2 separate regions of the Mus musculus genome follow, and region 1 is linked to region 2. A link is a contact called in public HiChIP or PLAC-seq data. All regions are on one chromosome and are shown on one strand. Each heading gives the region's core, a stretch centred on a gene start, on an enhancer-like site or on the middle of the called end of the contact. The rest is flanking DNA. Distances are from core to core; before and after follow the strand shown. Region 1 overlaps Dock4 (dedicator of cytokinesis 4). Region 2 has its middle 6.8 kb from the start of Gm40403.

Region 1 (7,066 bases), core at 925-3,424, 370 kb before region 2:
AAAAAAAGGAATGTATTTATTTTAAAACCATGTCCCATGCCACACTTCATTGAACTTCATGCACTGCCACAGTTCATTGTCAGCAGGACACAACCCAGAATCACCTGAGATAAGAGTATCCAGGTGGGACTATCAAGGTCAGGTCAGCTTGTAAATATGTCTGGGCGATGGGGGCAGAGGTGGACATTGTCTTTACTATGTTAATTGATGTGGGAAAATCCAGTTTAAGAGTGGACTGAACCATTACCTCACTTTGCATCCTATACAGTATTAAACAGTGAGAAAGCTAAGCATAAGGCATGTTTTACTAAGCTGTTCCCTGCTGAAGGTATAATATGACTAGCTGCCTTAAAGCTCCTGATAAACGGATCCAACTTACCCATGTGGATGGAGTTCACTTGGAATTCTTAACTAAAAGAATCTCTTTCCCTCTTAGATTGCTTTGTCAAGGAATTTTATCACAGCAAAAGAAATGAAACTAAGAAACTACAGGAGCCTTTGAGCTCTTTCATCCTTGATCACAAGGTAGGATGGAGGATGGGTGGCTGTTGCAAGAGTCAGGAGAGCCAGACTGGCTTCAGGTAAAGGCAGCAGGGACTTGTTCAGATGGCACCTGAAAGGGTGGCTTAGACTAAGACAATGTGCCTCCTCTGGAGGACAGCAGCCTACCATAACAGGTCCTGGGGAAAGCAATAGAGCCAAAGCACAAGACAAGGACTACAAAATAACTACTAGGAATATGTTCAAGGACCTTAATCAGGGTAAGAAACAATTTATCTTAATGAAGACTGTGATGACACAAACCATTGAAAGAAAACATCCAAGACATGAAAGTAGACTTTAACAAAGAAACAGAATCATTAAAGACAACCAAAACTGAAATAAAATGGAAAACAACTTAGGATGCTAAGTGAAACCCTCACAGAAAAATCAGCAGTACACTAAAGTTGTACCATAAGTCTTCTATATTGTAAAACTACTAAAGTTTTTCAAAGTATTAAAATAAATGACATACAGCACACTGTTATTACAGTAGGCCATTTAACATTTATCCAAATAGAGAAACCCAAGGTGTTTGTACCATATGGACTTGCTCATGTTTGTTCATTGAATGTTTTATAGAAGATGAATGTAAAAACCATCCATTTGACTAATATCTATGCAAACTTTTTGGTGAAATTAAAATTTAAATATATTATCTACTATGCTTTTGTTGCTGAAATAAAAAGTTGCTATTTACTGCTATTTGCATAAATATGTAATTTCTATCACAGAGCCTGTATATTTTGGCCATAAAATGAAAATTACAATTATAATTCACAGATGGCTCCTTGTGACATTGCCATCAGATACATGTGTCAAAATCTACCTTAACAACAATCATTTACTTATGTGCTAAGTACACAACACCAGGCAAGTTCTATTGTGATATTCTGTAGAAACTTATTTGATACACATTATTCTAACGGCTGATTCCAGTCCATTTAGAAGCAGACTGTAACATATTATAAATACTTAAGAAGTCCTTGGTGATCAATGACATCCATGCAATATATCAGTCAGACATGTCACATGTTCTGTTTGTGAAGCTAGTTATCTAAATATCATGCTGGAGAAATACACAAACAGTTTTTTTTAATACATAGATTTTAATTGAGTTTATGACTTTTGTGTTAGACCAGATTTGTGGCAATCTGTGACAGGACGTGACCGTAGGTCAAATAGAGAAATAATATATGAAGTTACACAAGGACCTAGTGTTATACTCACTTCAGAGAATAGATGGGCTTTTCCTGTCCTTACGCTTTGAGACAGAGTCTTATGGCCTTGCCTGGCATGGAACTCACTGTGTAGACCTGGTGAGCCTCGAACTCACAGAGACCTGCCTGACTCTGTCTTCTAAGTGCTGGAGTTAAATATGAACTACCACAGCCAGCTTTCTTTTTATTTGTTATTCCTGTGTGTATACAATGTGTGTAGGTCATACAAGTGCTGTGGCACACATACAGGGGTCAGGGGACAGCTCTGTGCAGTCCGTTGTCTTCTACCTTTGTGTGGCTTTGCAAGCTCAAGCTCAGGTTGTTGGGCTTGCCCAGGAAGTACTCTGTCTCCCCCACACCCTGCTGGCCACAGGCTTCCCTTCTCTATAACCAGTAGTAAATTAAGGAAGTTCTGGGCACTGAGGCTACATGACTCACCATGTTAGGGACTCTGCCTGGCATGATTCTCTAAACAGCAGGAAACCAAGAAGAACCAATTTCTCTGCTTAAGATTAAACAAGTTTCACAACTGGTAGACAATGAGAGGCCATAATACCCTAGCATGCTCCTGTGGCTCAGCACTCAGAAATGAGTTCCTTAATTGTCTCTATTTGCTGCCATAGTATCTCCTTATCAAACAACAAGGGCCACGGTTCGCTCTTCTGTAGTTGCTTTAGTAATACAATTACTAAGCCTTTCAATTCCAAGACAGCGGCTGTGGCAAAATCTTCCAACTATGAATGCAATTCATTCTTACCCTTTGTTCTTTACACAGGCATTTTTCAAGTGAACATAGCTGGAAGGAAATATACCCTGGAAGAGAAAACATGAAGGTTATGTTTCTAGCTATCTCTTAAAGCCAGTTGTTCATAAGAAGGATGTATTAAACAGTTACAACCATGACAATATCAGGAATAGAAAAACATCAGTACATTCTATGGGCTAAATAAAATGCAATGCAGCATGAATCATTATTTTCTAATACCAGTTACAACCATTGCACTTTTAGAGATTTTTTTGTAAATATAATTGAAAAAAAAATCAAATCTCACTCAGTAAATACATTCTTTTTGTTTATCTCTGCAAACAGAGTCTTGCAGTGTAACCTTGTCTAACCTGAAATTTATTATCTAGAGCAGGCTGACCTTAAACTTTTGGCTGTCTTACAGCTATGCTTTCTCAAAGCTGATGTACAGCTATGGGCCACCACTTTGGCCATCTAAACACGTATGCTTTTAATAAATCAGAAAATAAAAAATCCAATAATTCTACATAAAAACTGTGCTTTAAAAAAGAGGGGAAAACAGCACTGTACTGGCAGGTTTTGTGTGTCAACTTGACACCAGCTGGAGTTATCACAGAGAAAGGAGCCTCCCTTGAGGCAATGCCTCCATGAGATCCAGCTGTAAGACATTTTTTTCAATTAGTGATCAAGGGCCGGAGGGCTCCTTGTGGGTGGTGCCATCCCTGGGCTGGTGGTCCTGGGTTCTATAAGAAAGCAAGCTAAGCAAACCAGAGGAAACAATACAGTAAGCAGCCCCCTCCATGGCCTCTGCATCAACTCCTGCCCCCAAGTTCCTGTCCTGACTTCCTTTGGTAATGAACAGCAATGTGGAAGTGTAAGCTGAATTAATCCTTTTCCTTCCCAACTTGCTTCTTGGTCGTGATGTTTTGTGCAGGAATACAAACCCTGACTAAGACAAGCACCTATGATGTTGTTATTTGGCTATTGTTTGTGAGACATGGTCTCACACCACAGACCAACCAGCAAGGAATTCACTATGCTATCCAGGTTGGCTTTGAACTTTGCAATCCTTTCCCCTCAGCATCCCAAGTGAGAGGATTACAAACATGTAACATCGGACCAGGCTGCATGTTATGTTCCAATGAGTAATTTTAGCTTACAAGAGAGCTCTGTGAGAAAACATGCGTGCCATTGGTTCAATTCCTGGTATTTAAAAAAAAAACTTGGGACTGGAATGACAGCTCAGTGTTTAAAGGTACATATACTCAAGACCTGACTCAATTCTATATATTCTACAATAATAAATAGGAAGAGAACGCTTTTTAGCTTTTTTCATAAAATTTATATTTATTTCAATATAACAAAATTAACAAATAAAGCAACATCAGTATAGAAAAGTTAATATCAAGATTTATGATATGAGATGGAATTGAAAGGGAAATCATAATAAATTTTTCAGAAATGTGTGCTAGATGAATAATTAAATATCAAAACTATATTTGCATGTGCCCTGCAGATGTCCAAATATAAAAAAGCTTTAAATGAAGACTAAAGTATCAAGAAATTAAATTTATATGCTCATTTGTCCCTTAGGCTTTTCTTGAGACTGATCTAAAATAATAAAATGAAGTAATTAAACACAGTTGGATATTCTAGCAGAAGCAAAGAGACAGGCAAAGGAATTTAGATTGTATTTTCAAAATGAGAGATGAAAAAAAAAAAAAGGAATGACATACTAGAATGTATTAGAGGAGCCCGCAGGATGGGCTTTGTTGTCCAGCCTGGCCACCTGAGTGTGATCCTCGAGAAAAGCATGTTAGACAGAGAGGCGCTATGTACCACACTATGTGGGTCTGTTGCTCATGTGTGCATGCACAGACAAACAAACACACACACACACACACACACACACACCCCACAATAAAATTTTTAAAAAGGAACAACACAGTAGAATATGGAAACATATTCAAAAGCTACAGATGATTAGAATAAAGCATGTAGCAAATCCATGAACAGCCCAGATGAAAGGTAAAATGAAAGCCATATTGCTTCCTAAGGGTTTCTCTGAGAAATGACTCTCAGGACCTCCCTAGAATGGCAAGAAACATGAACACTTGCAAGGGCCGCGTTCCTGGTTTAGTCCCCATCACCCAGGGAACCCTCAACGTGACACTAAAACAAACTTGTTCCTCCACGCCAGCATCTTACAGACAATAATACAGGAAACTGAAAGATTAAATATCATTATTCCATATTTCTTTTGGAATATATTTCTCCTGCCTGAATTTTAATTTACCTCTCTGGGAAACTAACACTTCAAAAAGATTTTGCTTATATCTAATAAGCTTAAGGACTTCCCAGTAAAATTTTCAGAGGCAATAAGGAATTATGATTTTAGTATCTTACCTTACCTTTCATCCCAGTTCAAATGATTCCCTCAAATTATGAAGATATGTATTGCCATTTTTTTGGAGTCTAATTAAGAGCTCAACTATAATTTCAATTGTACACCACAAGTTTTAAAGAATCCTCTAATTACAGTTACAAAAAACAGTTTTTACCTTGATGTTGGGATTTTTTAAGGCAAATCCTCTGTACCAGCCTGCGGAGAAATAATCACGATTACATTTTAATACACAAGGCCTGATGATACTAAAGATAACAAATGATATGTTCTTTGATGTTGAAATTTTAATCTTCATGTGGCTATTCTATGCATAAATACAGTGATTCAGGATTAAGCTGGGTAACAGATCGATTGACCCCCAAGTTTAAGCCTTTTATTTATGTCTTGTTTTATTAAAATCGAACCAGAAATTTGTACAGGAAATAAGGGCTTGGATCAAAAGCATTGTGCTTAAAGAAACCCACAGAAATTTACTAGCTATATTTTATTTTGTTTTATTTTACAATAGGGTCTGTGTAGCCTAAGATGGCCTTGAACTCAGAGTTTTCCTTCCTTGGCCTCCCAAGTGCTGAAATTAGTTATGTGCCACCAAGCCCAGCTTATTCTTTAATCTGGGGACACTTCTTTACCTCCCTGTGCTCCACTTCTCCCCATTTTATTAAAAGCCACACTATGACTATGGGAAGTCTACACAGATTTACTGCCACTCTGAATTCATGAGAAGCACAGGTTTGATTGCCAAGCAACAGTGCCTGGCCAGTACATACAGAAGCCAACCATCTGCATCAAGTGCCTGGCCAGCAGGGATGTAACAGATGTGTGTATACACAAGCTCACCACCTGCATCAGTGCCTGGCTAGCATGATGTAGCAGGTGTGTGTATATATAAACTCACACCTGTAACAGTGCCTGGCCAGCAGGGATGTAGCAGATGTGTACATACACAAGCTCACCACTTGTAACAGTGCCTGGCCAGCAGTGGTGTAATAGATGTGTGCAGACACAAGCATGCAACCTATGAAAATGCCTGGCCAGCTCTGATGTAACAGATATGTGTATACACAAGCCCTCCACTTGTCACTAGATCAGCTTCATGTTCTAAGAGCTGCTACCTAAATGGACTTGTATATTCTTCATTGGAATACTATTTAATCAACATAGTTTGCCACAGTGTCTATGATGCTTAAACCCTGAATGACCCAGAAGAAGTATTATAGTACCACTCTTGAGGGAGATTTCTCTTTTTTCCCAATTTAAACAAATGTAAGTATACTTTTTTTGTAAGTGCAGAAGCTATTTTTCTTGATAGGAAATTATTTTGGTGTGTAGAAATATTCTATCTAATTTAATTCTTTTTGACTAATTGAATTCTTAAGAGCAAATGTTTGAGTTTTATATTATATTTGTTTTAGTTGCTGACAATTCTTTCATATATTTGTATTTGTATATATATATGTGTATGAATATATATATATTTTTACCCACATCTAACCATCTGAACAGCAGCCCCAGTAAGGAAGACTGGGCTGGGAGTGAGAATCTCTGTATTTCAGGGTTTATTAGCTTCTCTTAAAAACAGATGTAAGAAATGTATTGATTTGTAATAATTATTCTAATAGAATTGAAAATGTCTTGATAATTTCAGAAATGCCAGACAGATCTCTGTATAATTATATTATGCAGGAAAAAGTTTAGATTACTATATTTCATTAAATATACACCCTATTTCTATGCACCAATTTAAGGACAATTTTGTATTTCTGTACCAAGGAGAAACAGACTGATTGCATTCAGTAATGACATGAAAATTCTTATTATATTTGGGGGTTTTTCAATTACAGTGGACAGAATAAATATCCACATATCATCAGCATTTAAAACCAGATTCCAGCTAAATGTAGCAGCTCCATTTGTTCAAACACAATTTAATGCCTGATGAAACTTTGTAAGATAGAACATTATCATATAATAAATCCCTAGAGGAAGGAAGCCTTCTAAAAGGAAGTCGGTATTTTTCTGAATATACTCATGACATTATAGTCATTTTGTTAAAAAGAAATGTAGACAGTTCATCTGGGATCCTTTCAAGCACTAAAATTTCAAGGTAGATTCTAGAACAAGAATGGAAGCATCTAAGAATAGATGAGGTATTTT
Region 2 (7,050 bases), core at 3,772-6,271:
TTGGCTGTGCACCCTGAGATTTGACAGTGTACCTCATTTATTTCTGTTTTTTTAATTTAGATTTAACATGTTTTGCGAGTTAGAGACGGATCTGGAATCTTTTGGAAATCAAGAGAACATGATGGAGTACCGAGCTCTGATGTCCAGTGAGAGCTCTTGCATTTCCTGAATCCTTAAATACCGTTGAGGGCAGTAACACGTGCCTCAGACTCTTTGGATCTTTCTGTTCACTAAATGCTCCCTCTCAGAATGTGTCTAAGCTCAATAGAAATCGAAACCTTCCCACTTGAATTTTTTTTTCTAAGTTTCCTACTGGTGCCTTAGGAATTGATTTAGAAACCCTAAAGCCGCTGTCCCCATAAGTCTAGGCACAGATAGGTTATCTATGCCTTGGTTGAAAAACCTCTGCCTAACCTGGGGAAACCTTTTTTTTTTTCTTATTGTTATTTATGATGGAGAAGACTTGAGGAAAGGTCACCTTCAGATGCCTTTCTTCACATCTAACATGAGGCATAACAGCTGCGTTCTGTGAAATAAGCAACTTCTCCAAACAACCGCTCTTACTCGTCATTAAAAATTTCACAGGGAGGTGAAAACCAACAACAAAAAACAAAACAAAAAAACCCAAAACCTCTCCTTTATAGTTAAAAATGGGTTACCCGAATCTGCAGACCATCCATTTTGGCATATGGTACTATTATGTAATCCAAAGGTAGGAAGGCTCAGCCCAGTGATTTACAGAGGAGATTGTAAGAATTTCCTCACAGGCTGAAGCTTTTTTGATGAGTTAAAAAAAAAAAAAAGAATTTTGCTCACAGCGGCAAGCCTGTCACCTAATCCTGAATGCATTGTTTTAAAAGTTATTTTTTTAAAGCCCAGTTACTTCATGCACAATAGTTTTGACGTTTTATCGGCATGCAATTAAAGATCCTTTGTCTAAAGTTCTACTCTAAATTCTTGAGCAGATAGGAGCTCAGCTTTTCAAAACTGAAATCCTTTGACAACCACCGCAGCCCACACGGGAGGAGCCAGCAGTGTTGTGCTGCCCTCTGTTGGGCTATTGCAGAAACGCGTGCGTGCAGAGTTGGCCTAGGGCTGTCTCCAGGAATAATCTGGTAGTCTGTTAAAATAGAGTTCTTTTCACAGAAAAGCCCGAGAAGCACAACAAACTAAGCAATGAGGGAGAAATGTAGAGATTAAATTTGTGGAGACTCATTTGGTGGATGCCATAGACTAAATAAATGTCTGCTCAAAACTTGCTCTTTTTATGAGTGATCGTTTGGAAGACAAGACGGGCTGACAATAAAGACTTTCCTTCATTTTCTTGACAGCAGTGTGAGGACTGATCAAAGCAAAAAGAAAGAGTCTTTGAGGCCAGCCTGTTCTACAGAGTGAGCTCCAGGACAGCCAGGGCTACACAGAGAAACCCTGTCTTGAAAAAAACAAAACAAAACAAAACAAAAAAAGAGGAGGAGGAGGAGGAAGAGGAGGAGGAGGAAGAAGAAGAAGAAGAAGAAGAAGAAGAAGAAGAAGAAGAAGAAGAAGAAGAAGAAGAAGAAGAAGAAGAAGAAAGAGAAGAAGAAGAAGACACAAAAGTCTGACACTCATGCTATTACAGTATGTTTACAGACAAGAGCCTGGCATGGCTGTCCTCTGAGAGGCCGTACCAGCAGCTGACTGAGACAGAAGCAGATACTTACAGTCAAGTGCCCTCAATTCTGCCAGGCATGACTGTTGTGCGAAGGGCAGTTCTGGAAAGGCCTGGTTCTAAATATCTTGTTCCTTCAAGTGGAAGTCTCTGTGACTGAACATTTATTTCATGTCAGCTACTGCAGACAGTCTAAAATTTGGTGGCAGGTAATGGCCTCTCCACATTGAAGAAGTATCCTGTCTACTGAAGAAGCCCCAAGGAATACAGTTATATACAAGCAATATGCATTACAGCTTGAAGCAGGTTGAAGCATGCACAAACCCATCCACATGAAATAAATGAAAGGATATTAATTTCCTTGTGCTTTCAAATCAGAAATTCCTACTGGAAAGGCCTATTAGAGTCATATAGGAGTCCTTTCCTCAATTACCTGGTTTGTTGTTTGTTTTGTTTTGTTTTTGCAGAAAAACTAGCATCTTATTCTCACTTTTATAAGCTCATGTGTTAACTGAGATGGGGAATGTTAAGGTGGGGACAACACAAAAGCCATTATTGACTCTATGAATAGGAAGGAACCTTGGGGATCCCCTAGTGGCAAACTGTTATTTAACACTTGAAAATGTGGACTGGAGGTGTAGCTCAGCACTTCAGTACATGCCTAGCACACACAAGGCTCTAGGTACACACCTAACACAATACACAGAACAAAATAAAAACAAACAGAGGCAGAAGACTTCATCCAGATCATGACTGTGGTAGAGCCAGAATCCCAGGCCTTTTGCCCAGCTGACTTTCCCCCCTGTTGCTACTTCAAATTTACTACAATATTAACCCCTTTCCAGCGGCTCCAGGTATCACACCCAGGTCTGTTACCCAAACCCTAGCTCATTTTCAACACGTGGAGGACCTGTGCCACAACCCCTCCAGTGGGGCCACGTCAGAACAACAAGTAAACTTCTGATAAGCGTTAGGGAGAGCAGACACTTGGCCACTGACATCACAGGTTCCCTAAGGTCTAATCCTATGTTTGTCCTCTGCCTACTGGAGGACCTTTCCTCTGTCCTTCACCTACCCATGGTCTGTGTTTATTTTCAATGGTAGTCTCCTCGGTGAATGTCATTGCATGCTTCCCATGCTTTAAGGAAACTTAGTTTTGAAATCTATATAATAAATCGCTGCCATTGCCCCTTAATGTTTGTTAAGGTTTTAGGGACAATGTTTCTATAGGATCTTCAAATAAATCTGTTCCTAAAAAATATCAACTTGCACTACTTAGAAATAGGCCCATGCTTTTGTCAAGCATCTAAGGATCTGTAGTGAAATATGTGGGGCTGCAGAGATGGCTCAGTGGGTAAGAGCACTGACTGCTCTTCTGAAGGTCCTGAGTTCAAATCCCAGCAACCACATGGTGGCTCACAACCACCCGTAATGAGATCTGACACCCTCTTCTGGTGTGTCTGAAGCCAGCTACGGTGTACTTACACATAATAAATAAATAAATAAATCTTTTTAAAAAATATGTGCACCATTTAGAAAAGGTCTTTTTTTTTATAAGTAAAAATGATCTGTTGCAATGCTAATGGGGATTCATTTCTGATTCCAACATATAGTTTCTAAATACATTTTCCTCCCAGAGGTCCATGTTCATAATGGTTATATAACTTGTTTTCCCAGAGACACCTCCACAGCGCCGTTGCAAACGTGGTTAAGTCCACAGTTCTTAGACAGGTAAATATTCTCTTGCCCTCTGCTGGCAACATTGAAACCTCTCTGAGAACATGCCAACTAGACATCCATGTGGATCTCGGATATATACTTTATCCTGCTGGTTTTGGGGTCTGTCTAGCAAATGCCTACTTGACAATGTGTATACCAGGCATGAAAATCTCTCTGTAGCGCCCACTTCTTATCAAGACATCAATAAGCCAGGAGTTCAGTTTCATTAAGAAAGTTGTCACCCAGTGCACTGGGAGTGTCGTTCTGCATCGGTTTGTCATTGATTTGCGTTATTCACGTTCAGCACCGTCAGCTGAATACAAACCAAACGAGACCATAGCCAGAGGAACTAGGGCCTAACAGCTCCCTGGTCTTCCTTGGGTGAGATCCCCCTGAGCTTGTCCTGCCTTGCCAGGCATCCCTAGCCTATTCACAGTGGTCAAGGCAGAGCACACACACTTAGTTAAGGCCAGTAAGACTACCCCTTCTCTGTGGGGCAAGTTGGAGGACTGAAGTTCACACAGTCCCAGATTCATCCTGACACTGCTGGTGTTGATTCCACATGCAGGTATGGAAGTTTTGCTCACACCTCCTCTCTCCGCTTGAGCGATTCCTGACAATCTAGCGTCTGGAGGAAGTTCTGCAGCAACTGCTTCTCTTGGATTTTGATTTGGAGCTCCATTGAAAGCTGAAGTAAACTCAGTTCAGTTGGCCCTTCACGTCCGTAGGTACAGTTGGAGCCAATTGTAGAAGAAAGTGTTTTTGAGAACAGCTCCATGTATGCTGACATGTGCAGATGTTTTTCTTGTTGTAATACACTCTTTTACAATGCATTAGGTATTACAGATAATGTACATGTGATTCAAAGTAGATGGTCTGCACATTTTACTATTTGCCATTATTTTATATGAGGGAGTTGAGCACTCAAAAATTGTGATGTCTCCCAGGGATTAGACCACCAACCAAGGAGTGTACAGGGAGGGATCCACAGCTCCAGATACATATGTAGCAGAGGATGGCCTCATCTGACATCAGTGGGAGGGGAAGCCCTTGGTTCAGGGGAAGTTTGATGCCATAGCATAGGGGGATGCTGGAGCAGTGGGGCGGGAGAGTGTGGGTGGGTGGGGGAGCACTCTCACAGAGGCAAAGGGCAGGGGTGGGGGAGGGTGGATGTGGGATAGGGGGTTTGTGAAAAGGCAACCGGGAAAGTGGGATAGCATTTGAGATGTAAACAAATGGAATGATTAATAAAAAAAGAAAAAAGAAAAAAATTGTGATGTTCTGGGCCATGGAATCAGTCCCCTATGGATACTTATGAGTGATTATATTATTCTACCTCCTACTTATGCTAATGATACATGATTTGTTTGTTTGATTATTTATTTTTAGTTCTTGTTCCCTGGCATCATTTTGTACTTTTGCTAGAGGTGGGTTATGTTGGATCAGGTTAGGTGGTTATGGTTATTATTGTGTGTTCAACAGATGCTCTGTTGGTTTTCTATTTTGTTGTTGTTGTTGTTGTGTCAGTCAGTGAGGACAGGAAAAGATTGAGGGCATGTCTAGGTGAGCAAGAGACAATGGGCGAGGCAGTGTACTGCACAGTGACACTGAGGTAATACTTGAGGTTTGTGGGACTAAGATTAAAGTAAGATGAGTCACCGAGATGGCCAGCTTTCCTCCGGGTGTGTCCAGCTGCTTCCTGCTGTAGTTCTCTAAGTGAGTACAGAAGAAGGTGCGAAACAGACACAGAGAGGAGTCTGATTCCACGGGTGACACACAAAGTAGCCTGTGTGACTGGACAAGGGGCTGCACTACATATCAATCTAAGTACCACATGAGAGTGTTCAGGAACTCCCCTAAAAAGGAGGATAAGAGACCAAAGATGTGAACTAGTTGTTCAGAGAAGAACAACACAATTTAAATGGTGGCCCTAGCCAGGCATGGTGTTGCATGTCTTTAATCCCAGTACACTGGAAGCAGTAACAGGCATATGTCTAAATTCAAGGCTAACCTGGTCTACAGATAGCCAGGGCTACAAAGAGAAATCCCACTCCCCTCTCTAAAAAATGACCCTCAAATATCTGAAAAGCTATTTAACATTGATTATGTTTGTAGAGACATAAATTTTAAAAATTATAAACATTTCATTTTGTTTGGTTTTTTGTTGTTGTTGTTGTTGTTGTTGTTTTTTGAGACAGGGTTTCTCTGTGTAGCCCTGGCTGTCCTGGAACTCACTCTGTAGACCAGGCTGGCCTTGAACTCAGAAATCCACCTGCCTCTGCCTCCCAAGTGCTGGGATTAAAGGTGTGAGCCACCACTGCCTGGCTAAACATTTCTAATAGGCAGAACACAAAATGTTTGTTAATGATCTATGTTTATAAGGCTGTGGAAAGTGTGCCACCATCATGGGGGGGGGCGGGGGGGCAGGGAGGGGGGATGACTGTGAGGTCAATCAGATCAGGAACTCAGTAATGAAACCACATTTGCATGGACCCATTGACTCAGGACTTCCACTGTTGCCCATCTTTACAAGTGGAAAGCGATCTGAGCTGGAAGGTATTCATTGTGTCTCCTGAGTGCTGGGATTTAAAGCATGCACCATTGTGCTTAGTTGCTTTTCTGTTAACGTGGAAAAAACAAAACAAAACAAAACAAAACACTGTGGTCCGTGCACTTTATAAAAGAAAGTGTTTAATTTGACTCACGGATCCAGAAAGCAAAGATTCCATTATGACAAGGAAGCAGCAGGCATGGTGGCTGGAGTAGGAAGCTGAGAGCTTACATCTTGAACTGTAAGCACTGGACGTGGTGCGATCTTTTAAACTAGCAAAGCCTACCTTCAGCAACATACTTCCTCCAAAAAGGCCATACGTCCAAAGCCTCTCCAAACGGCACCGCCAGCCAGGGGCCAGATGTTCAAGCGCTGAAAATGTTTCTCATTCAACCTCTAGCACCATGCCTGGTGGAGAGCAAAGCGTATAAGCTAACCTAGTTCTATCTGAAGAGCACATGTGAAATACACTGTGTGTCATTCACAAATGAGAGGGTGGAGCAGCTGTGAAAAAGAAGAAAAATATTCTCAGAACACCAAGATCCAGCGTAAGAGATTGGATAGATATTTGGACAGAGGTATATATGGAAAGAGTTATGAATAGATACAGAGGTATGTACCCATACAGAGGTATGTATAGAAGTATGATATACAAGTATGTATAGAGGGCTATATTTTTTCTGTAAGAAAAGAAGAAGTCAGAATAATGATTATCAAAATCCCCAGGAGAATAAATTTTAAATATTTATTTTTAAATTAAAAAATTTAAATTTAAATTAAAAATATTTTTAAAAATTAGATATTAGCCCAGAAGCTCAGAATCCTTTTTAGAAGGAGGAACAAAATACCCATGGAAGGAGTTACAGAGACAAAGTTCGGAGATGAGACTGAAGGAACGACCATCCAGAGACTGCCCCACCTGGGGATCCATCCCATAAACAACCACTAAACCCAGACACTAGGCAGATGCCAACAAGAGCCTGCTGACAGGAGCCTGATATAGCTGTCTTCTGTGAGGCTCTGCCAGTGCCTGGAAAATACAGAAATGGATGTTCACACCCATCTATTGGACAGAGCACAAGGTCCCCAATGAAGGAGCCAGAGAAGGTACCCAGGGAGCTGAAGGGGACTG

What was found. HiChIP or PLAC-seq counts read pairs in DNA pulled down with a chosen protein or histone mark.
Region 1: a contact with region 2 is called in a FOXA1 HiChIP or PLAC-seq map of pancreatic cancer cells. The contact joins two enhancer-like sites. A contact is called at or near these places in 4 of 39 promoter capture datasets (the C10 cell line, the HPC-7 cell line, liver and 1 more), 1 of 15 datasets of contacts at CTCF or cohesin (the NIH/3T3 cell line), 4 of 484 Hi-C or Micro-C datasets (the N1E-115 cell line, bone marrow-derived macrophages, cerebral cortex and 1 more), 4 of 115 datasets of contacts at active chromatin or transcription factors (acute myeloid leukemia, embryonic stem cells, microglia and 1 more) and 4 of 9 other capture datasets (adipose tissue, embryonic stem cells, liver and 1 more).

What each region holds. Positions count from the first base shown.
Region 1 is chr12:40,621,844-40,628,909 of GRCm38.p6, reverse strand. It overlaps Dock4 (dedicator of cytokinesis 4), which reads right to left. Exons shown (of 53, transcript NM_172803.2): 3 at 5,067-5,107; 4 at 2,518-2,573. Among named protein-coding and RNA genes, the nearest start is that of Dock4, 180 kb to the right of the region's middle. Within about 2 kb of position 2,174, at least 59 of the 459 cell types and tissues checked have an H3K27ac peak or open chromatin away from gene starts, as enhancers often do. A contact at or near this core is called in pancreatic cancer cells, where this site is marked.
Region 2 is chr12:40,251,417-40,258,466 of GRCm38.p6, reverse strand. No RefSeq gene overlaps it. Among named protein-coding and RNA genes, the nearest start is that of Gm40403, 6.8 kb to the right of the region's middle. Within about 2 kb of position 5,021, at least 51 of the 459 cell types and tissues checked have an H3K27ac peak or open chromatin away from gene starts, as enhancers often do. A contact at or near this core is called in pancreatic cancer cells, where this site is marked.